7 separate regions of the Mus musculus genome follow, and all the other regions are linked to region 5. The links are chromatin contacts, called in public ChIA-PET, HiChIP or PLAC-seq and promoter capture Hi-C maps. All regions are on one chromosome and are shown on one strand. Each heading gives the region's core, a stretch centred on a gene start, on an enhancer-like site or on the middle of the called end of the contact. The rest is flanking DNA. Distances are from core to core; before and after follow the strand shown. Region 1 holds the start of A330041J22Rik (RIKEN cDNA A330041J22 gene). Region 2 overlaps Me1 (malic enzyme 1, NADP(+)-dependent, cytosolic). Region 3 overlaps Dop1a (DOP1 leucine zipper like protein A). Region 4 overlaps Ube2cbp (ubiquitin-conjugating enzyme E2C binding protein). Region 5 holds the start of Ibtk (inhibitor of Bruton agammaglobulinemia tyrosine kinase). Region 6 overlaps Me1 (malic enzyme 1, NADP(+)-dependent, cytosolic). Region 7 holds the start of Prss35 (protease, serine 35).

The links. Promoter capture Hi-C pulls out the DNA fragments that hold promoters and counts their contacts. ChIA-PET counts read pairs in DNA pulled down with a chosen protein or histone mark. HiChIP or PLAC-seq counts read pairs in DNA pulled down with a chosen protein or histone mark.
Region 1: a contact with region 5 is called in an H3K4me3 HiChIP or PLAC-seq map of neural tube, with 5 times the contacts expected there. The contact joins the promoter of A330041J22Rik here to the promoter of Ibtk in region 5. A contact is called at or near these places in 8 of 39 promoter capture datasets (the 3T3-L1 cell line, the C10 cell line, the HPC-7 cell line and 3 more) and 5 of 115 datasets of contacts at active chromatin or transcription factors (bone marrow-derived macrophages, cardiomyocytes, embryonic stem cells and 1 more).
Region 2: a contact with region 5 is called in an RNA polymerase II ChIA-PET map of memory CD8 T cells, with 11 read pairs. The contact joins the enhancer-like site here to the promoter of Ibtk in region 5. A contact is called at or near these places in 5 of 39 promoter capture datasets (the C10 cell line, cranial neural crest, hippocampal neurons and 2 more), 1 of 484 Hi-C or Micro-C datasets (Th1 cells), 7 of 115 datasets of contacts at active chromatin or transcription factors (the 230-238 cell line, astrocytes, bone marrow-derived macrophages and 4 more) and 1 of 9 other capture datasets (adipose tissue).
Region 3: an H3K4me3 HiChIP or PLAC-seq map of bone marrow-derived macrophages shows a contact between it and region 5, with 5 times the contacts expected there. The contact joins the enhancer-like site here to the promoter of Ibtk in region 5. A contact is called at or near these places in 10 of 39 promoter capture datasets (the 3T3-L1 cell line, the C10 cell line, the HPC-7 cell line and 6 more), 1 of 484 Hi-C or Micro-C datasets (reprogramming fibroblasts), 18 of 115 datasets of contacts at active chromatin or transcription factors (DN3 thymocytes, the SCID.adh cell line, T-cell acute lymphoblastic leukemia and 12 more) and 3 of 9 other capture datasets (adipose tissue, liver and pancreatic islet).
Region 4: a contact with region 5 is called in an H3K27ac HiChIP or PLAC-seq map of T-cell acute lymphoblastic leukemia, with 23 times the contacts expected there. The contact joins the enhancer-like site here to the promoter of Ibtk in region 5. A contact is called at or near these places in 16 of 39 promoter capture datasets (the 3T3-L1 cell line, the C10 cell line, the HPC-7 cell line and 11 more), 5 of 15 datasets of contacts at CTCF or cohesin (the NIH/3T3 cell line, embryonic stem cells, large pre-B cells and 2 more), 22 of 484 Hi-C or Micro-C datasets (the C10 cell line, the C2C12 cell line, the HPC-7 cell line and 15 more), 52 of 115 datasets of contacts at active chromatin or transcription factors (the 230-238 cell line, DN3 thymocytes, the NIH/3T3 cell line and 36 more) and 3 of 9 other capture datasets (liver, macrophages and pancreatic islet).
Region 6: a contact with region 5 is called in an H3K4me3 HiChIP or PLAC-seq map of bone marrow-derived macrophages, with 5 times the contacts expected there. The contact joins the enhancer-like site here to the promoter of Ibtk in region 5. A contact is called at or near these places in 8 of 39 promoter capture datasets (the C10 cell line, the HPC-7 cell line, HPC-7-derived erythroid cells and 6 more), 1 of 15 datasets of contacts at CTCF or cohesin (pro-B cells), 2 of 484 Hi-C or Micro-C datasets (CD4 T cells and cerebellum), 14 of 115 datasets of contacts at active chromatin or transcription factors (the NIH/3T3 cell line, T-cell acute lymphoblastic leukemia, bone marrow-derived macrophages and 8 more) and 1 of 9 other capture datasets (adipose tissue).
Region 7: a contact with region 5 is called in a promoter capture Hi-C map of liver, with 4 times the contacts expected there. The contact joins the promoter of Prss35 here to the promoter of Ibtk in region 5. A contact is called at or near these places in 3 of 39 promoter capture datasets (hippocampal neurons and liver), 8 of 115 datasets of contacts at active chromatin or transcription factors (astrocytes, differentiating embryonic stem cells, embryonic limb bud and 3 more) and 1 of 9 other capture datasets (pancreatic islet).

Annotation. Positions count from the first base shown.
Region 1 is chr9:86,694,058-86,696,941 of GRCm38.p6, reverse strand. A330041J22Rik (RIKEN cDNA A330041J22 gene) reads right to left here and starts at 1,500. Exons shown (of 3, transcript NR_045835.1): 1 at 1,240-1,500. Me1 (malic enzyme 1, NADP(+)-dependent, cytosolic) reads left to right here and starts at 1,028. Exons shown (of 14, transcript NM_008615.2): 1 at 1,028-1,269. The coding sequence starts at 1,192.
Region 2 is chr9:86,622,411-86,625,728 of GRCm38.p6, reverse strand. The region is part of intron 6 of Me1 (malic enzyme 1, NADP(+)-dependent, cytosolic); the gene reads left to right. Among named protein-coding and RNA genes, the nearest start is that of Rwdd2a, 52 kb to the right of the region's middle. Within about 2 kb of position 1,543, at least 73 of the 459 cell types and tissues checked have an H3K27ac peak or open chromatin away from gene starts, as enhancers often do. A contact at or near this core is called in the 230-238 cell line, Th1 cells, effector CD8 T cells and 2 more, where this site is marked.
Region 3 is chr9:86,543,118-86,546,433 of GRCm38.p6, reverse strand. Dop1a (DOP1 leucine zipper like protein A) reads right to left here. Exons shown (of 39, transcript NM_177208.3): 34 at 1,041-1,193. Among named protein-coding and RNA genes, the nearest start is that of Pgm3, 27 kb to the left of the region's middle. Within about 2 kb of position 1,688, at least 23 of the 459 cell types and tissues checked have an H3K27ac peak or open chromatin away from gene starts, as enhancers often do. A contact at or near this core is called in bone marrow-derived macrophages, where this site is marked.
Region 4 is chr9:86,448,381-86,451,234 of GRCm38.p6, reverse strand. Ube2cbp (ubiquitin-conjugating enzyme E2C binding protein) reads left to right here. Exons shown (of 10, transcript NM_027394.2): 3 at 2,382-2,472. Among named protein-coding and RNA genes, the nearest start is that of Ube2cbp, 15 kb to the left of the region's middle. Within about 2 kb of position 1,429, at least 16 of the 459 cell types and tissues checked have an H3K27ac peak or open chromatin away from gene starts, as enhancers often do. A contact at or near this core is called in the SCID.adh cell line, T-cell acute lymphoblastic leukemia and pancreatic islet, where this site is marked.
Region 5 is chr9:85,747,953-85,751,020 of GRCm38.p6, reverse strand. Ibtk (inhibitor of Bruton agammaglobulinemia tyrosine kinase) reads left to right here and starts at 1,687. Exons shown (of 29, transcript NM_001081282.2): 1 at 1,687-1,890.
Region 6 is chr9:86,591,453-86,594,565 of GRCm38.p6, reverse strand. It overlaps Me1 (malic enzyme 1, NADP(+)-dependent, cytosolic), which reads left to right. Exons shown (of 14, transcript NM_008615.2): 12 at 1-122. Among named protein-coding and RNA genes, the nearest start is that of Rwdd2a, 21 kb to the right of the region's middle. Within about 2 kb of position 1,710, at least 44 of the 459 cell types and tissues checked have an H3K27ac peak or open chromatin away from gene starts, as enhancers often do. A contact at or near this core is called in bone marrow-derived macrophages, forebrain and hippocampal neurons, where this site is marked.
Region 7 is chr9:86,741,773-86,744,994 of GRCm38.p6, reverse strand. Prss35 (protease, serine 35) reads right to left here and starts at 1,362. Exons shown (of 2, transcript NM_178738.3): 1 at 1,189-1,362.

The DNA.
Region 1 (2,884 bases), core at 251-2,750, 950 kb before region 5:
TTCCAGGTCTGCTGTTAAACTGTTTTTGACTCACACAAAGCATTATAATTGCAATGCGCCTCATCTAATTTAGGAGAGGGAGTTTTGTAAAGTATACCCCTTTCTCAGATGTTATGAGGTAAATTATTTATGGGTTGTAAAACTCACAATGAAAGGTGTCATGTTAAGTACAAGAAATGTTTTTGAAGAACTGTGCAATGCTAATATAATGCTTTCTATAAAATAACTGAGTCTAGATAATTTAAAAGCCAGGCCAAAGAAACTTCTGAATTCAAGCATAGCCTAAAAGCTATCGTTGTACTGGTAGAGTAAAGTAAAATAATTAGAAAACATTTCACAGGTATCTAGGCAATATATAACCCCATAACCATTCCTCAGTGTTTAGGCGAATACCATAGAATCTGGCCATGCGATTACACTAAAAAGAAAAGGCTTTGGTGTCTGAAGGCTGCTTGATTGTTCTGTTCTGTTTTAATCAGACATCCCTGAGTGGCATGGGACTTACTTCTCCAGTCCTTTAATCTTTAAGTAGAAATATCAATAATGCAACCACAGGGTTTGAATACTGGAAGACCTTTTATTCTCACCCTCTTTCCTCAAAGAAGAAACCATATAGTCTTGCAAAAATGAACATCTTGGTTTCCAGAACGCTCAGGGGAGTCCTTCTTAAGCTCAATAGGTCTGATCACTGGACCCGTGTACTCTTAACACCTCTTCTCTTATCGCGTTCAAAAGAAATTCCCCTCCTATGCTATTCAGATACAGGCGGGGAGTCGCCCTCTCGCCCAGTGCCATCGAGGCCTGGACTTTCTGGGTCAAAGTTGATCCCCCTCCTGCATCAGGCCCCGGGGGCATGGCTGGCACCCAGGACGTTGGGGTTAGGGGAGGACAGTGGACGAGCCGAGGAAGCGAGGCGGCCCGCCCCTCACCCGTCGGGGCCCAGGTCTCTCGCTTGGCGTTCACCAGCCTGGCCGGAGCCCCGCCCCCGCCCCCTCGCACGGCGGCTCGGCCGATGCCGCCGTGACTCAGCGCTTCTCGCGGGCCGCCCGGCCGCGGCGGCGGCGGCTAGGCGCGGGCTCCTCCCGCCTCGCCACCCCCTCTCGCCACCCACGCCCGCCCCCGGCCGCGGGGCCTTCCGTCGCACGGCCGCCGCCCGCCGCACTCCGCGTCCGCCCCGCCACCGTGCCAGCCATGGAGCCCCGAGCCCCCCGCCGCCGACACACCCACCAGCGCGGCTACCTGCTGACGCGGGACCCGCATCTCAACAAGGTGAGCCCCGCGGCCCCGAGAGCCGCCCTGTGCCCGCAGCCGGCCGCTGGGCCGCGGGGACCTGCGTGCCACCGAGGGGACCGTCCCACCCGGGAGGCCACTGCGGAGCCGGCGCCCTCGCCTCTCAGCATCCCGATGCTGGACCCCGGGGAGCGATGTAACTTGTGGTCCGCTCTTCTTTGTCTGCCCCTTTCCCATCCCGGGAAGGGCAGTGTGGACCAGTGTGGGAATCGAGCGTTTTCCGTGAGGGTGGCAGGCGGGCGGCCAGCTCAGCCGCGACGTGCCTTCCCGGTCCAGGTGACTGGACTGGCAATGACCGGAGGCTGCTGTGGAGACAAGTGGTCCTACCGGTCCTGCCTTGAACAGAGATGGCCTCTGAGTGCCTGGGATCCCATCCACAAGATGTGGGGGCTCCAGGGCCTCTTGGCTTCTGGGATGACATTGGTTGTATGGTGTGGGTGGTTTCTTGTTGAACCCTACGTGCATGCCTAGGTGGGAAAACTTACATGATACGGCGGTACAGTCATTTATTTTATTTATTCATTTATTTTCCTTTCTAAATTCTGACTTTTGGAAAGTTATTATTTTTTTTTAAACCAGTCCTCTTTTTTTCTTTTCTTATTACAAGGAAATTCAATGTATGCCCCAGATCAGAGTTCCCTTTTCTCATGCTGTGATATCTCTCCTCCCACCCTATACCCAAGATCTCCCCTAAATGAGAACATTTTAGAAATGATCAGTTTGCTTTTGTAAGTAACTAGGTCTTATTTTATAGTGTGGGTGGTTGTTAGAATGGTGTGTGTGTGTGTGTGTGTGTGTGTGTGTGCGTGCGTGCACGCACGTACGCACATATGTGCATGCACGTGTGTGCATATCTGATTTCCTATTTCTTCAGTATGTGGAGAGTGACATGAGTGTCAGCATGGAGGCCTGTTAAGTCTTTTAGGGTATCACTTTAGTGAACCTCCTTTTTCGTTAAGAAGTGTACCTCAGCATTTCTCTCTAGTCATGTTATGGGTGACTTGTGCTCATTATTAATAACTTAAACACGTGTGATTATTTTGCGCATTATAGCTAGTTTGAGTTTGTAATTTTTTTATGACTCTTTTTTTTTTTTTTTTTTTTTTGGTTTTTCGAGACAGGGTTTCTCTGTGTAGCCCTGGCTGTCCTGGAACTCACTCTGTAGACCAAGCTGGCCTCGAACTCAGAAATCCGCCTGCCTCTGCCTCCCGAGTGCTGGGATTAAAGGCGTGCGCCACCACGCCCGGCGAGTTTGTAATTTTTTTGTAGTGACTTCTACAAATCTTTATTTGATTATTTATAGCTATGTAGTGTAAACATTTTAAGTTTCCTACTTATTTTTCCTTCAAAATCAATGTAATTGCTAGTTTGAATTTTTTTTCTTCCTATTTTATTATCCTGTAGGTCGAGGACTATTTTCACTAGAACAAAGGTAAACTTTGGTGTGACAAAGCCACTTGTGGCTCTCACGTGTTACCTGCCTGTCCTGACTTATGACGAAATCATGGGTCGCCTTGACAAGATCACACGAGTAGCAGAACCTGTTTGATTTTCTTAAGTCAAGGTTGAAATGTTTGTTAAGAGTGGGTAGACA
Region 2 (3,318 bases), core at 294-2,793, 870 kb before region 5:
TTTGACTTAACCTGGATTTTAAAGCCCAGGACCCATGCCTGCTGCCTAAGGAAGTACTTAGCTTCTTTACACTGAAATATTCTCAGCCTCATTGATTGCTTTTAATCTAAACCTCTTTTAAGGTTTGTTCTGCTCATGTGCTTTGTCTATCTAAAGAGTCTATTTCCCAGTCAGCATTTTAAGGGCAAAATTTATATTTCTGTTTGCTGCTATATTTATAAAGTATCTTCCTTAATATATTATCAAAATGAGTCATTTGGAATAAATCTCCCCACCCCCAAGGAATTAATCCGATATGAAGCACCGTAGCTCTTGGACACTGTGTAGTGCCATACACGTAGCACATCCTACAACATGATTTTACCCTGCCGTTCAGAAAGAGCGTGCACGATCAAGTCAGTTACACGACCCCTCAGTGTCTTAAGATCAAAGAAAGACTACTGTTTTCATCAGTGTTTGTCCACGTATGCCTGGTTTTGAGATGCCTGGTGTGTTGAATGCATACAGATGTCATCTTGCAGATGCCTGGTGTGTTGAATGCATACAGATGCAATCTTGCTGATTTCGTGATAAAGTTCTGGGTGTAGCTCAATGTCAGAGTGCTTGCCCAACACGTGAGTTCCCATGGCCTACCGTCAGCCCAGATCTAACCGCACAAGCAGTGTGAGCTCACTAAATGCTCGGTCTTTAGTCATAAGGAACTCTAGCTTCTACATCTGTAAAATGTAATGACAGTGCCTTCCTTGCTGAATTGCTGAGAGAATTAAATTATATAATCCCTCTGAAATGTGGACCATACCATCTGGTGCTTAGTCAGTTCTGGCCACAGCCATTACTCACTGAAGTAAGGTGGTTTCCAGACTTAACACACCACAGAGAACACAAGCTCCAGAAGTTTTACATGTCCGTTTTGGGGTATTTTTGTTAGCTTTTCAAACTATATATACCTGCTATTTTATGCCAAATTTTGATTATAAAATAGTAGGTTCTTTTCACAGTTACGTAGAGGTAGATTGGCTAATTCCTAAGCATTCCATTGCTCCTGATTTCTTGGCATCTAGCAACTTGAAGCTAGAACAAAGCGTCCCTTCTGGGACGTTCTCTTTATTCCATGGTGTAGGATACCCATTGCAAGATGAATCCTGAAAGCCTCTTTCTAAATCTCTAGGACTGATCAGAGCTAACTACCAGGTAGGAAATGTCACAAAATTAAAATGAGTGTGTGGCATCTTCCTGAGGATGAGTCTAAAACAGGCGCATGAAAATGATAAGGTGCCCTGTGTGCCGATTTACTACCTAGGACTCTCCCCAGATGGCACGGTGGAAACCCTGTAGATTTATAGCTTCACTACACCATGTCCTGAACACGAAGGCAAACCACACCGGAGGGACTCCATTTCAACCACAGAGAAACTGTAACAAGCCCCAAACCACCAGACTGAGTAAGTAGTAGATCCCGGAATAGAGTTGAGAAGGCTCTGATGCTCCTCACAGACCACAGGCTGCTGCTTCTGAGCATAATGACAGAGCATCTGCCGCCGCTATTCCCCAGAATATGACACACCAGGGCATTGTCCAACGACGTGCAGTTTTGGGTTTCTGAAGGAAGGCTCCTTGGAAACAAGAAAGTTGGAAAGTAGCCATCACGGCCGTCGGGTGGCTGCTGCCCGAGACCTGTGTTTGGGGCACTTAGTTGCTACCACAAAGTTTACTTCTCCGCTGACATTTTCAAAAGTGACAGTTTGTAATTATGGAAATGCTTCTTTTCAGTTCTTTATAACATTTTTGTAATTTCATGGAGGGCTTCCTTGGGATATGAAAAGTGAAAAACTTGTAAGTGCAGCTGTATTGTTCATCATTTGTCTGCACTCTCCCAGTTTCCTCTCAGCCTTTCCTCCTTTGTGCCCTCAGTAGATTCTACAGCACCAAACAACCGCTCTGGAGTCTGAGTTTGAAAATCTAATCAGTTGGCTTTACTTTGTCAGGCATACTTCTGTCAGTACTATGTCATCTGACAAAATTTGCTTGTATTTATATGTATTTCTCCGTTTATTAACTGGTAAAGAGCTTTTATTATTTGGATTATTTTCTTTGTGAAGAACAACCTTTGAAGTTCCTTCAGTCGCTTCATGTAAACTGTCTTGTTTTAGCCTTATTCCTGAAGAGTAGTTTTCAAATTTCTCTTAGACTTTGAGGGCATTATCTCACATTTAATAGCTTCTTTTTTTTTGGTTTTTCGAGACAGGGTTTCTCTGTGTAGCCCTGGCTGTCCTGGAACTCACTCTATAGACCAGGCTGGCCTCGAACTCAGAAGTCCACCTGCCTCTGCCTCCCAAGTGCTGGGATTAAAGGCTAATAGATTCTTTTGCTACCATTAAATATTTTTGAAACTCTTGAATATCGAGTACTTATTGTTAGTCATTGCACTAAACACACTTATCATTTCAGACAACCCACATAACAAGTATGTGAGAGATGTGGACAATATTCTCATCTTTCTTGGTGGGAAAACACAGGCACAGAAAACTTGAAGATACATAGTATATTCATCTGTATAGATGCCAAGATTTCAGTGTGGGAGCTCTGACTCCATAGGCTGTGGCCCAGAAACATTATAATAGCCAGATTATAGAAAGAACAAAGGTGTAACCAGTCATACTCAATATTAAAGTTATTTGAGAGCAGTATTGGTGAAAGCAAGGATGCATTTTTTATGCATACACATAGTAGCACATTAATCATTACTATCTAGTTGTCATGTTTACGCCTTATACTTATATCTGTCCATATCTATAAGATGAAAATCATGGTGGTAGTCCATTGTGTGGTTGTGAAAACTAATTGTATGCGTTATGTCTTACGAAGTGGCAAAACATATTTGCTGTTGTTAGTAGTGTAGCGAAACAGAAAAACAAGAGCTGACTCTTCTGTATCACATGGTGTATCAGATGATGGAGTACTAAATAAATGGTACTAATATAGTTGGGCAAATAATGTAGAAAATAGATACTTTCATCATTAAAACTGTATGGTCTAAATCCATGATGCTGTTAGAAGAAAGTTTGGATTATAAATTAATACTCATGCAAAGGCTATCATAGGCATGTTATCCAAAGGTGAGTCCATATGTAAAAACTTCAAGTAATCTTATTAAAACCCTGAAATTTCTGTGGTAAGATCAATAGAAACATTATTCTAGTTTCATTTGTGTTGCTGTGATGAAACAAAACAAAACAAAACAAAACACAAAACTCTTTACCAAAATCAGCCTGGGAGAGGGAAGGGTTTATTTGGCTCCCAGTTCCAGGTCATGGCCCA
Region 3 (3,316 bases), core at 439-2,938, 800 kb before region 5:
CTTTTTCTTTTTGTTCCTTTACTTAGAAGCTACCTGGGGTTTATTTTTGTATGGTATAGGAAAGAATCTCTCTTATTTCCTGGAGTAAATTAGTACTCTCTATTTTGTTTTTAACTATTTTAAGTAAATTGATAAAGAAAATCAACTGCCTAGAGGTGCTATCCTTTCTCATTTTCAAAGACCCATAGAATGTATTCATAATATAGAGCTTACTCTATTTGCAAACTCAGAAGAAATCAGAAAAGACTGACTGTGACCTGGCTTGGAATAATAGTGTAAGGATTATTTTAGGTCTAAAGTAAACATCGTGGCTCAGGTACATATGCACATATATGTGCACACCTCAGTCCATGCACAATTTCCTGGTTATCCAAGTCACATCTGTGCTTAGAGAGACACATGGACTTAATACCAAGGTATGTTCCAGGGAGCTTGGGTGCCTACAGTTATACTGTGTCCATGAAGGCATTCATCTTTTTAGAAAGGGCAGTTATTGTGTTCTCTGCTTCTCCAGTGTGCAGATGACCACTGTTGGAGTACTTAGCCCCTGCTTTCTAAGCCAATCCAATACATTCCTCTTCTAGAGACCCCTGTCTGCAGCACAGTTCCAAATAAGACATAGAAATGGTTGTGACTGGCAATAATTCCTGGCTCTCCTTTATTTTGTTCTCTTGTTTGTATTTCTTGACCTCTTGTCCACAACTAAAATACAGTAATACACTTGCCTAGAGTAAGACAGTCACTAATTGAATTTGCTGTGAATTTTCTGATATTTGAACCAAACAGTAAACCATAGATCATGTTTAGAGTAAGTCTTTCAAATTCAGGGTTGATTTCTTTTACATAATGAAGCTGAAAAATTTTCAGTTATGTAATAATGTCCATCAACCCACACTTGGTTTATCTCAACCCAAATTAAAATTTAGTAAAGGTATTTTATAAGAAACAACAGAAAAACAAAACACCCAAACTCAAAATAAATGTGCCCCAAATCCCTATAATTCAGAATAGAGAGAAGATAAAGGGTTTTAATGGTTTACCTTGTATGTCTGGAAGGTACTTTTGGTACTGGTCACTTTCACTGCTAAGAACGGCGAAGGCCAGTCTTTTGAGAAGCATGGCTCGCTGTTCTAGCTCCACATCCCGGTTTGCAAAAAGATTGAGAGAACTGCTCTGGGCCACGGCTACTCGAGCTATAAGAAGGAAGGGAAGCAGAAGGCCAGCTAGTCATCTGAAAGTGATCATTGCTTATTTAGAATGAGTAAATACCCCATGACATACACACTGAGGAACAGGGCAAAGCACCTAGACCTTTCTTTGGTGCCGAAAAGCTGTAGACACTTAGGACTGTGAATTTTAGAAGGTAAAATAACCAGTATTACCATTAATATAAAGCTGTGTGTTTAAATCTTCTATATTACTTTAAAAAATAACTTCTGGAGAGATGAAGCTGGTCTGACTTCCTAGCCTTTCTTTATATTGAGCTCCTTGCTCATGACTTGCCTGCTATAGCATATTGTCTTGTTGGGTATGACATGAACTCACTGAATTTGCTCTCACTCCAGAAATCACTTTGTAATTTTGTTCCCTATGTTGGAAATTCCGTTTCTAGGAAGGGCTGGCTCCCTCAGTTTCATATGCAATATGAGCTCTTTGCTGTTGAAATTTATTACACAATACTCCATTTCCTTTACAACCTCACTTCCTAATTTAAAATTTTTATAAATGTTAGCATAGTGCTGTCACCTTTCACTGACTATTTGATGAATGGAGAAGAGACTGAAGGAAAGGTAGTTCAATGACTGGCCCATCTTGGGATCCAGCTCATGGGGGAGCACTAAGGCCTGACACTATTACTGATGCTATGATGAGCTTACAGACAGGAGCCTGGTATGGCTGTCCTCGGAGAGGCCCTACCAGCAGCTGACTGAGACAAATGCAGATACCTATACCCAACCATTGGACTGAAGTCAGAGACCCCTATGGTTGAATTGGGGGGCAGGATTGAAGAAGCTGAAGGGGAGGGTGACCCTATAGGAAGTCTAGCAGTCTCAACTAACCTGGACTCCAGGGAGCTCCCAGAAACTAAGCTACCAACCAGGCAGCAAACACCGGCTGTTCCAAGGCCCCTGCACAAATATAGCAGAGAACTGCCTGGTCTGGCCTCAGGTGGAGAAGATATTGAGTGTGTGTGTGTGTGTGTGTGTGTGTGTGTGTGTGTGTGTGTGAGAGAGAGAGAGAGAGAGAATGACCCTCTCGGAGACAAGGAGGAGGGGGAATGACATGAGGAACTGTGGGAGGGGGGGCCTGGGAAGGGGGGCGGCAATGGCTGGAATGTAAATAAATAATTTTAAAAACCCCACGCAGTAATTTTCTAGACTATTTGCAACCTGAAAATGGTACACCTTTTACTGTAAATGCATACAAAATGCATACAACAGATCAGCTGACACAGTATCTTATGAACATCCACATTCTGTGCCATCTACTGGTCTCTGAGCTGAGAATGGAGCTCTGAGGCTAAGTACTTCCTAGCATGCATGCAGCCCTGGATCTGTTTTCAGCACTATCACAAGCAAACCAAAACAACCAACCAACAGCTGCAAGAAAACTAGATGGGGTGACATGACACCCTTTCTCCAGATGAGAAAGCTATGTGGAATACACAGTACAGACTCAGAATCCCAATGAATACAGTTCAGCTTAGTAACATTTTGTTCTTTCCTTTTCCCTCCCCCACTTCTCTTTCCAGAAGATCCTCAGGCACAGCAATTTAGAGTATATTCTTGCAGAGTTTAGACCCAATTGCCTACATTCAGTCTTTTTATCGAGTGAGTGCCCATTATATGCTGGTAATGAGGCTGTGTGCAGAGGAAAGAAAAGACAGTTTTCCTTGCTATTCAGCTGTCTTCAGTAAGGTTTGTGTGAGTGGCACCATTCACCGTATGTGATGAGCGATCTCATCAGGGACTTGCATGCATTTACATCACATCTTTACTCTTCCTCACACCTGCATTACTCTCTCATCCTCAGCCACCAGTTCTCTTCATTTCCTACATAGCTCTCATTCTATATCTGTGCCTTAGGTTTTGTTTGATTCTGAGCTGGTCTGGAACTTGTGATCCTTTTGCCTTTGTCTCCTAGGGGCTTGGGTTATAGCTGTCCTTTCCCACAGTGTCTCATAACGTTAAAAAAATCTATATAAGGGGAAACATGGGATGCTTGTCTTTTTCAGCGTATTATATTTCCATAGGAATCTGTTTAACTCGACAAAGAGCTAATTCAGTACTTTTCAAAAGAGAATAGTGCATGGTAA
Region 4 (2,854 bases), core at 180-2,679, 700 kb before region 5:
AGTAATGCTGTGGGGAGTGACTGAGTTTCGTGAAGGCCACCCTGAGGGCGTGACAGTTTGAGCAGTAGACATTATCCCGGCTATGAAGAGACCATTTTAGATGGAACAGTACAAGTAGAGACATAATATAATATTGTTGTGGTTGGATTGTGGTTGTATACAAACTCAAAATGCATCTCGATGCAATTAGGTAGTAAACCTTTTCTTTTTGTAAGCTCTCATGACTTTTTTTTTTTTTTTTTAAATTCTGCTCATTGCATTTCTTACAATGTGCTATAATAGACAAGGCAGACAGCATTGGAAGGAACCGTGTTGATGCTTCGTGTCAGAGAAAGGCTTTGCTTGTGTCTATGACACCCTGAGACCTTATTGTTGAGCCATCTGTAGGTACTTTATCAGAACTATGTAGAGTCTAGAGGTGGGGACAACAGGATTGTCCCAAAAAGCCTGTAAGAGACATGAAGCTATCCCCTGGCTTTGGAAAGACAAGAGAAGATGGGGGTGGTTGGGGAGGGGGGGGGGGATGTTACTCTTTTTTTTTTCTTTTTCTGGCCTAAGGGTAATTTTGCTAATTTCTGAATTAGTGAATGGCTAAAGTATGCAGAAACAATTTTAGAAACAAGGAACAGGAAAAAGAGATGTCCTGACATGCTTAAGTGACATCTGATAAACACCTGGAATGACATTGAATCCTGAAAAGGAAAAAGTAAACAAAAATTGTTCCTCTCCCCCAGCTCCCCCACAGCACGCAGGAACTTCCTGTTGAGTTTGGAAACTGGCAGAAGGCAGGCACGAGAGCCACCTTGTTCCCTGGGACTCTGATGGAGACCCTCAGGGACATAGAATTTGGGTTTGTTGCCTAATCATAGTCTGCAACTGAATTATTTTCAACATTTTCAGTTAATGAGCAACATTTAATATTCTAACCATGGACAAAATAAATCCACTGCTGTGTGCTGGTTTGTGTATTGTTTGTGTTTGTTGGACTATTTCTTTGTGTTTTTTGAAACATTTTGTTCAAATACCTGAAAAGGGAACTTTCAAAGCCTGTTCTCTGGTGCATGAAGATCTGTGTAAAGCAGGTTCCTCCATCTTTGATTGCTTTAGTGCTTTTTGCATAATAGGTGGGGGCTAAGCATTTGCTGCATGAATGACAATCAGGTAGGTGAATACTGGTGTGCACTGGAATCTAAATATTGTAGGAAGTAACTTGAAATTTTTAGCATTAATTATGTCTCAGGGTTTTCAAGCGTTGCGTTTTCAGCTGTAAGACCACGCTTTCCGGAGCAATCATGATACACATCACCCTGGCACACTACACCGTTTGGAGGTTAGTGTAGGTGAAGTGGTGACCTCTTGTGTGTGGAATTTGACCTGGGGATACATCTTTCCCAGCAGCAATGCTTATCCAGGATGCCACACGACCCAGTGGCCAGCAGAGGGCAGTGTTCCACTGGAAACGGATTCATTCTGGCTAGCCCGTTGGAGGGCTCACCTAGGTCCTCGTTATCGATGCTCCGCATTAGAGAATAATACTGTTTATTTAACCTCCGTGCAGCAGGGATTTGTGTAGACACTTAGAGATTAACTGCAGAGTTTTTTAATTGCCAGGACTTAAACTTTCTGGCATCTGAAAAGCATCTTAAACTACACACAAAAGAACAGCAAGTGGATTCTATTCTTCGCTTCTAATAACTAGGACTTCATTAATTCAATTAGGTTTTTTTATAGACTAGTAATACAGTATTTTTTTTTACATAAAACTTACCTTCATTTACAAATGAGACATCAGGAATGAGGGGAACAGCTATCCACTGCAGCTGTGTGGGAAGTCCATGTGTTCCCATAGCACCCAGTATCTCCCCTCCCTCTCACACCCATCTCCCACAGCTTCAGCAGACACTGCATTTTGCTCTTGGGTGAGGACACTCTACAGAGCTTTGCGTTCCTTAGGTCTGCTCCACAGAGACCCGTCTAGCCATTCATTTTGCTTGCTCATACTGTGTAATGGGCAGGGGTGGACATAAACCGTAAACATAAAAAGTGAGAAAGCCAGATTGAACTTACATGTTAGAAGTCCATCTCTCCTCATTGTTAATATAGAATTTACTGTATTTATGGAATGAGAGAAGGAACTCACCAGTATGTTCCATGGTAATCTAGGGCAGCTCCTGGCTCAGGAATTCTAAGCAAAATGTCTTTTGTTTTTGGAAACACTTGGCAGTGTTTGCTTCTGGTTGAGTCATTGGATAGTTCTAATTAAGCCTACACTTCAGAGTAAACCGTAAACAGCGTGTATTGCTGGTAATTTATTGTGCTAGCAAACTCTTTAAATATGATAATTTGTTCCAAACCTCTAAAACTCTGTTGATTTCCTTCAGAGCCGATTTCAGTGTTTAATCAAAGCTTGCAAGCCCAAGAATGTTGCACCTTTTATTGCCAGTCCTGTGGTGAAGTCACGATAAAGGACAGGTAAGGAATGTGTCCAACCCTGATTAAACTGTTTCTGGGAGTAATTACCAAGGGAACTGTGGAGGGCCTTAAAGTAAGAGCCGACTTAGTGTCACTTGGAACAAAGTGAAGCCCGACTCTCACCGTGGTGCTGGAGCGGAACGGGAGTCTGGTCTGAGGGAGGAAGCTGGTTATGGTGGAAGAGCTGGGCCCGTCACTGAGCAGAGAACCATGGAGTTGATCTCCTGTGTGTCCCTTTTGGTCTGAGGGTGTGTGAAGGTTTCCACAGAAAGTGAAGTTTCTACCTGTTAGAAGCTGTGCAGCAGGACTTTGTTATCTGTGCTAGCTCAGTCAGGGCTTTTCTAAAACCCATTTCCTAGCTCCCCTGCGTGTAAGATGGAGC
Region 5 (3,068 bases), core at 438-2,937:
CCAACAGTGTATAAAAATATAAAACTCAGGCTGTTCGTGTCATAGATAATAAATAACGTTATGTCAGAGTCTCAGTTTGGTCAGCACCGCGGCAACTGTGGCTGATAAGTTTTACTTTGTAAGCAGCTTTCTAATATTCTCTTTCTGATCCTTGTTGAAGCAGGACCAGTTTCGTCCCCCATCTCCAACGGCAAAGACATTCATTCCTTGGCATGATGCTGGTCTTTCTTTTTCTGCTTCACCTAGTTATTTTCTACTTCTTCCCTAGTTTGTCATTTTTTTTGGGGGGGGGGGTCAGATGAAACCTCTTATTTTCTTTCACAGATTCGTTAAAGTTGCAATTAATTTTTGTGTATATGATTATGGCCGTATGGACATTTTGTACCCCCAATGCTTACAAGCGTTTGAGACATGGCAACTTCTAGGTGGTGTTACTGTGTGCTTGGCACTCTGCTAAGTGCTGCGGGCGTCTATCAACACATTTTCACTACAGCAACATGTATTCCATTCCCACTTTGCAGATGAGGAAATTAAGGCTTCAGAAAACCTAAATGACTTACCCAATACAAAGAAGAGACAGATAAAAGATGTGAACTCAGGGCAACACATTTATTTACATCACTAGCTTCCAGATCACTGAGCGTCTTTGTTCATGAGTGTGTACACAGCTTCCTTCCAAGTCACTGTTTATACATTACAGAATGGGTCAGAGTAGGAAGTAAGAAAGCAAATTAAGTCCTTGCACTGGGAGGAGAGCTGGGGAGCTAGGTCTGTTTCCATCTCTCCTTCAGTTTGATCTAGCAACTTACTTTCCTACAAAGTCTACAAAACAGGCAATTGGGCTGAAGCAGTCTAAGAGGGTATTGAGTTTAACTCCGTTTAATAGATGATGGTGTCAGTGGCTCATACAGCAACACAAACAGGGCCGAGGTTCAAACAACTCTGGGCTCCAAGTGCTGTTTTTCTCTGAGTCATGCTACTCCTCCCTGAACACATGTTTACTAAGGCGCCTCTGTATCAGACTTCAGCAGGAGTATGTTTTCCGTTCTGGACTGATTATTGGCACACAATTTGCAACCTTTAAAATGGCTTGTAGATTTAAGAGTTCAGGGAGGAAAACCTATTGTAAGCCTGGCGTCAGGCAGACAGATGTGACCCAAGTCAGCAGCTGGTCGCACAGTGGCGATCTGAAAAATCTATGGCGCCTTCTGACAAAAAGAGAGTGACACTCAGACAATCCGGGCACAACAGGCGGGGCACAGAGCAGCAGGGCCCAGTCTTGGGGAGAGGACACCTCTGGTTTTCCAGTTATCCCACTACGAGTGATCCGGGAAGCAACTTTTCTAAGATGCCCACGTTTCTACGGAGTGGTGCTTGGGCATCCAGCCAGTTCCTTGTTTCCTCCATCCCAGCCTTAACCTCCTTTCCGAGTGTCGACCTGCGGGGAGACAGATCTCCTAGGGTGACATCTGGCACCAAGAGGGGCAGTACTGGTTCTGAGTGTAGGGCGGCAGCCAGTGTCGACCGCACCAAGGCCGGCAGGGGTCATGCTCCTTTGGGATACTAGGGAAAGGCCACAGCTGAGGTACTGCCACGCTAGGCCTTGTGGGCAGGCCCCGACCAATCACTGTGGGGCATACACGAACTCCGGCCAATCAGCGCCCGTCTTATTCCCGAGTCCCGCCCGCTCTAGCTCAGGTTTCCCCGAACCCGGTCCCGGCGCCGACAGTCGCGGCTGTCGCTTTCCGTGCAGCCGTCCCCGGAGCTGACTCGGGCGTCCCGGCTCCTGGCTCCCTTCGTTGTCCCCGGTAGCTTTCACTAAGGATGAGTCCCTGCGCGGCCGCGCGCCTGCCCCGCGGAGACCGCCGGCGCACCTTCATCTAGCGACTGGTGAGGGCGACGGCGAAGGCGTCCTGCCAGCCCGGCAGGGGAGCGGGGCCCGGGGAGGGAACTCGCGGAGGGGGCGGCTGCCGAGCTTCGCGCCGCGTGGCACGGGCGGGTGGCCTGGCAGCGCAGCCCCGCCGCCCCTGCCAGCTAATGAATGGCCTTGTCCCGCCAAGTGCTACGTCGCCAAGCTGCCCGACACGCCCTCCAGCGACGATGCTTTTCTGGTTCCGAGGGTTGACTGGTGTCACCTCCCTTGGATCCCTTCCTAGAGGCTCCCATGTCCCCTAAACCCTTGGTGGAGTTTACAAAGTTTGAGTTCCCGCGGGCCTTGCTGAGTTTGCAGAAGCAGGTCTTGCTCTGAGCATTCGCTGCTGGGTGGAAGTGGACTGGGGTCTGTTCTGCAGAGACAGGATAGAGGGGCCTTTTGTTCGTAGCTATCAGGTTGCAAAGGCATTTTGGATCCGAGGGGAAATGGCCAACCCTGATTTAAGCCGTCTTTAACTCTGTTATCTAACACAGTCATAAAACATGAGTCGTGTTAGTCAGAGGGGATATTTTTCAAGGAGGAGAAGTTGAGTAGCACCTGTTTCCTTTATCTCGAAGTAGGTAACATTTGAAGTAGTTCCCCCCCCCCCCCCATAGTTAGTGTGGTTACCTCCATATGCAAATTACCAAACGTTTTGTGTGTGTGTGTGTGTGTGTGTGTGTGTGTGTGTGTTTTTCGTCATCAGTTCCTCACTTCTCAGTGGAGTTACTTTCATTTGTTTTTATTGATTTGGAGACCTGCTTCACCGTACCTGAGGACAGAACTATTTTCTAAAACGTGTTTTCTAAAAAAGTTTTTGCAAAACTTGAGTCACATCGCAGCTTTACAGTTTTTCAATTGGATATGTTAATCTTCGGTTTTTTTTTTTCTTTTTAGTAAATCTTGTTTGAAGGGCTTTCTGTGTGCCAATTTTTTTTTTCTGTGTGCCAATTTTTGTGTGATGATTTCATTACATTTTAAACGTTCAAGATGCTTGTGGATTATAAAATTCTAGACTGAATGAGTATGCCCAAACTTCTTTCTTTCTTTCTTCCTTTTTTTTTAAAAAATATTTATTTATTTATTTATTTATTTTACGCATATGAGTACACTGTAGCTGTACAGTTGGGAATTGAATTTTTAGGACCTCTGCTTG
Region 6 (3,113 bases), core at 461-2,960, 840 kb before region 5:
ATGGACGGACTCTGTTTCCTGGCCAAGGCAACAATTCCTACGTGTTCCCTGGAGTTGCTCTTGGGGTGGTGGCCTGCGGACTGAGACACATCGATGATAAGGTCTTCCTCACCACTGCTGAGGTACTGTGAAGAGCTGGTGTGTGCCAAGGCTGGATTTGCCCAGTGCGGTGTCTTATTTATTTAGTGTCACAGCTGTCTGTCAAGTGTGAAGAATGCTAAGCAGAGACTAGGAGTGGGTAGCTAGTGGGTTGCTAAGCATCACTAGTGAGAGTCTTCCTCCGTCGAGACTAGCTTTCATTTCAAAGGAGGAATCTTTAACTTGCTTTTAGCTACTGATTATCAGTGAAACAACTAAAAGTATTTTTTTCCAAATGTCGGTAAGTCACATTTCTCCACCGTGAGCCTGCCTAAATAATGGCATTGTGAAGTCTGACACAGTTTAGTAGAAGTGTCTGTCATTACCGCTTCAGTACAGAAAATTAAAGCTGCACTAGTTTTTAAGCAGATATGAGACTAAAACAGGACACTGCAGGTTCGTACGCTCACTAGAGGGGCTGATGAGATGGTTCAGTGGATAGAGGTACTTGCTGCCAATACTCATGAGCTGAAGTCAGTCAGCGCAGGACTTCATAGTGTAGAAGAAAATCTCCTGCAGCTTGGTCTCTGATTCCTACACATGTGTCATGGCATGCACATGCCACCTCCCCATAAATAAATACAAATGTAATCAGGATTTTTTTTTTAAGGAAACCACTGATAGGAGAAGTCAGCTTTCAGTAGGATTTCGGGAAAGTCCCTCAGGGCGTCACCGAGCCCACCTGTCAGGCAGTCCTGAACGGTCGAGGACTGATTTTACCCAGCCCCAAGCTGATACATTAGCCGCAGTTTCTTAGACACGGTGGAGAGAACGTGAGGCACCAGCTCAGAGACAGAGAGTGGCGTTAATCCTGCTGCAAATGGTCCTGGGAGCTTACGCTTATTGTCCGATTCCTTTGCATCCGAGCCTCAGCAGGATCCTGGTGCCGTGGGTGGGATATATTTGTCACCATGAACTGATAACTTGCATGCTGGTCCTGTTGTAACTGTGTTCCAAATTTGGGCGCGCACACACACACACACACACATATATACACACGCACATACATATATATATCATATATATATGTATATGTAATTACTGAGAGTATTTTAAAGTTTTTACATAAAGAAAAGTACAACTATTTCTTTTAGGAAAGCATAAAATGATCTTAATTCTTTAGCCCATGTTTTCTTCCTTTAACTCTAGCACCCTCTAGTGACAATGTCAGGTAAATACGTTTTATTTCTCATTTCATAAATAGTGATTGCTGATCACTGTCAAAGGTTCATGGGCTTTCATCTTAGCACCCTGGAGGTAGAACCAAGTGGATCTCTGAGAATTCAAGAAAAGTCTACTGTGCAGAGCAAGTTTCAGGTCACCCAGAGTTACATGGTGACACCCAGACCTCCCCCTTGGTCTCTGAAATTTTTTTTTCTTTTTTGAAGAAAAAAATGTAACTGGGTATGGTGGCTCATGCATACTTGTAATCCCAGCATTTTCAGGGATGGGTCTAGATGTAGGATTTCAAGGTTAAGGTTGGTCTTGGCTACACAGAGAGCTCCAGGTCAGCTTGTACTACATGGTGAAATAGCAGAACCAAGTCAAGGAAAAGCAACCGGTGCCATGGCAACTGGGCTCTCTCACTGCTGGTTTCCTCCCAGCTGTGTCATCACAGCATTCTCCTTCCTCAGACAACACGCCCTTGCTTGCTTCCCCTGGTCTTCAGCTTGCTTTTAATGAAGACTGCACATATGTGCATGCGCGCGCGCGCACGCACACACACACACACACACACACACACACACACACACACACACACACACAGTGGATTTAGGGTATTATTTTTGCTTCCCACATAGTTCCTTAAGGCAGATCTGTCACTAAATCTGGGTCTCACTGATGTGGCTGGGCTGGCTGACCAGCAAGACCCAGGGTTCTACCTGACTCTGCCTCCCAACACTGGGAGTCTAAGTGTGTGCTGCAGAGCCTTGCCCACAGCCCATAGATACTGAGATCCCCTCAGGACCTCATGCTCATTTAAGCACGTTCCCAGCCTCGAGGCTACACTTTTTTAAACACTCGGACCCTGAGGGTAACCTGGCTGGCGTTGTTCTTGAGAGCTTTGGATGTTAACAAGATCATGTCGCTCCTTTAACTGAAGAGTTCACTCCCTTTAAGGCCCTTCCTTCTTCAGAATGTCATAGCAACAACAAGCTGCTGACACAGGGGAAGCAGTGCAATAGAAGCTCCTGGAAGAACAAACTTAGTGCTGTAGATGCTCACTGCCCGGGGAAGGCTGTCTGGTTCAGCTCACTGAAGTCACAGTTCAGAAATTAGAGTGACTTGCTTTATTCCACAACCCCAGATTTAATCACTTCTGTATTACAGCACACATACACAAAAACTGATTGGAAGGGGCTGGAGAGATGGCTCAGTGCTTGAGAGGACCTGGGTTCAGTTCCCAGCCCACATGGTGCCTCACAACCATCTGTAACTCCAGTTCCAGGGCATTTGACGTCATCTTTGGTCCTCCAAGGACACCAGACACAGACACAGAGGTGCACAGACATTCATGAAGGCAAAGGCAAAACACACACACACACACACATACATATATATATATACATATATATATATATATATATATATATATATATATATATACATATACATATACATATACATATACATACATACACACACACACATACACTAGTTTGGTCACATGTGAAACTGGAAATTTCATTGACTAGGCTAATCTGAAAGGGTATTTTTGGATTTTTAAGAATGTATTTGTTGCTTTATGTGTGAGTAGTACATGCGTGTGTACTTGTGCAGAGGTGGATGCATGTGTATGAAGGTGTGTAAAGGTTAGAGGTTAACACTGGCTGTCTTTTGAGACAGGCTTTCTCACTGAGTCCACAGATCACCCGTTGGCTTGGCTGGCCAGCTAGGGAGTCAGGGCTAGAGCAGTGTGGTTCAGTGATGCTCCTGTCTCTACCTCCTGGTGCTGATTGCAGAGCTGTGTCATG
Region 7 (3,222 bases), core at 113-2,612, 990 kb before region 5:
GAGGGGGGGATGTCAGAAGCCAGAAAAATTAATAAAGACAGGGAAGAAGAGACTTGATATACCAGACAACATCTTTCTGCATGTGTGTGCACGCCTTGGTTCTTGTGAGTAAATGGAACCCCATGGAAGTCAGAAGACAACCTTGAGTGTGGTCATATGCCAGGCTAACCCCCTAGAAGCTTTCACAGAGTCTCCTATGTTCTCTCCCCATCTGCTATAGGGCACTGGGATTTCAGATGTATTCTATCTCCTCTGGTTTTCTGTGGGTTCTGGGGATCCAAACTCAGGTCTTCATGTGTGTGAGGAAAGCCTTCTATTTGCTGAACCATCTCCTCAGCCCTGAAGAGCGACTTTCCAAATTGAAGATGGTATGGAAGTCAGATCAATCAGGCTTGGGAGTTGCTGCAACTTTCCAAAAATTCTTATTATTATAAAAGGTCTCAAGATCTCACACACCCATACACAGACACAGACACACACACACACAGAAAGACACAGACATATATACACACACGTACACACACATGCATATTTACACATATACTAACACACACTTACATACAGTCAGACACACATACACACACACCAACACACAGATGAGGCAAGAGAAATATTTAATCTCCATGTGCCCTTCACTCAGCTTTGGTAATTCTCAATACTTGGTTATTTTTTCAATCCACTCACCCCTGGCTGGTCCTTTAAAGCAAGCCCAAGATCTCCACTTCATCTCACCTCCTCGTCCCACGGGTCTTCCACTGTTCATTTCGCTACCCAGGCAGAAGGGAGAGGAGAGAGGGCAGGGCGACAGAGAGAGAATGAGGCAGACAGAGGCAGAAAGTACTTCGGCAGCAACTTAGGGAAGAGACAAACCTCTTTCCAGGAAAAGTTTTTACACCTTTTCCAGTGACATCTGTTAATAATCACAAAAATAAAGAGGGTCCCCTCTGGTACTGTTTAAGCAGAAAGCATTCCATTTGTATTCCAATGCAAACATCACTCACTCCTCGGATGTTAACCTTGCAGTGGCCGTTACTCATTCAGAATGGAAGAAGGGTGGTTGATCTCTAAAAAACAGCCAGCCTGTGATCCCTTCTTTAGTGCTTTTCTGTGTTCCTCCTGTGGGTCCTGCCTTGTTCAGGAGTGGTCCAGCCTCTAGGGTGCCCTCCTGTGCAGTGAGTTCATCCTTACCTGAGATGCTTACTGTATCCTCCCGTCCCAGGGGCGCTGCCCAGCAAGGATCCGGGTGGATGCAGACACTGGCTACGGAAGGTGCCAGGAGCCTAGTGGGCAGCAGAGTGCAGGGTCCTCTCAGCGGAGCTTCCCCGAGTCCGGGACCAGGCGAGAGTGGGGCTGCTGCACTGAGTGGCTGGAGATGGGAGGGGAAGGGGCGATGACGCTGACTTAGAGGGGAGGGGTGGGCGGATCCTGCTTACACACCACTGCATCCCTGCTGCACACCGATGGTTAAGAGCTAGAAAAAAACTCTAAATGGGTTCGCAAGAATGTAGGCACCCAGGGCGTGTTTTAACCAATGTTTTAAAAACAAAGCAGCAAAAACAAGAGGAGGAGGAGCGGCCAGCATGCCTAAACCAACTTAATCAGTATTAGCACGAAGGGAGTAAAGGTTATGGTTACCTCCAACCCAAGAGTCTCCATCTAAGGCCAAAGGCAGAGGTGAGGAGCCTACGCTGGGACACTGGGACACCCAGGGAGCAACTTGTGCAGCCTCCTGTGATTCACTTCTGTAGCTTTATTTTGAGCCAAGTTTGGCATACTCCCACTCCGGTCTCCACAGAATTCCCATCACACTCTTTCTGTTCCTTTCTTCTCTCCTCGGGATGGGGCACTCCTTTGGGATGGAGATTGTATGAGGAAAGCATTGTCAGCATTCCTTCTAGGCTCTGCCCTACAGTTACCTGGCAACAGCTAGGTATGACTGACTCAGTAAAAAAAAAAGGGGGGGGCTATTTGCCCCCTCCTTACTTATCCTCTTGCTCTCTTCCCTCTCTGTACCCTTCTCTCAACATTCCCCTCCCACCTCTCTCTCTCTCTCCACGTGTTCATGGCTGGCTTCTCTCCTCCCTTCCACTCCCCTCCCCACCCCTCCCCTCCCCACCCCTCCCCTCCCCACCCCTCCCCTCCCCTCCTCTCTTCTCCTCTCCTTGCCCCCCTTCTCTCTTTCTGTCTCTACTCCCTCCTAAACTCCCTTCCCCCTGCCCAAAATAAACTCTACTCCATACTATATCACACATATACTATATATGTGACTGGTCTCTCAGGGGGAAAGGATGCCTCAGTATAGACCCACAGAGGCACCCCCTTCCACCTCACCATACCTCACTCTACCAAACATATCCTGGTTCTTTCTTTCTTTCCTTTTTATAAAACACAACAAGCTTTACTTTTTCAGCTTTTACTGGGAAGCAGGTCTGGAGCAAAGAAAAGAAACCCCGAGTCCTGTATTTGGAATGTAGTCCAGTGTATGGGGCATTCACGTAAGCATGCCCAAGACTTAAGGTTTCATCCTCAGAGCCTGTGCTCACAACTGCCCCCTGACTAACCTCCATAGCCCCCCAACACAGAGAGAGAGGGGGGGAGGGGGAGAGGGAGAGGGAGAGGAAAATAAAATAAACTACCTCTGTCAGTTCTGACCTTCATAGCACCAAAGAATCAAATAAGTTCACAGGCCTAGTCTATCATGGAACAACTGGTTCTTTGTACTATATTCATTGATTGGTTGGTTGGTTGGTTGGTGGGTTGGTTGGTTATATGAGGAGCACATGTTTGCCATGGTACATGGGTGGAGGCCAGAAGACAACTTGTAGAGAGAGGTTATCTGTTTCATTCTGCAGTGTGGATCTGGGAGACTAGACTCGGGTCTTCAGTCCTGATAATGTGTTTTATGTGTTGAGCATTATCATAGCAACCCACAGCACATGGTTCCTTTATTACTGTTATTTCACTTATTTATTGTCGGGTGTGTATGTTACGTGACTGCCAAGAGGTATGGATGAAGGTCAGAGGATGGTTTCTAGGGATCATGTAGGTCCTAGAGATGGAACTCTGGTTGGTGGCAAGCAGTTTTACCCTCTGAGCCATGTCACAGCCCCGTAAAACTTTGATCTTCAGTGGATTGCTGAATTTCTCAGATTTCTAAGTACTAAACAGGATGAGATCATAACATGTTGTTGCTTCCTGTTCTCTTAGCATTGTCTTTAAGAG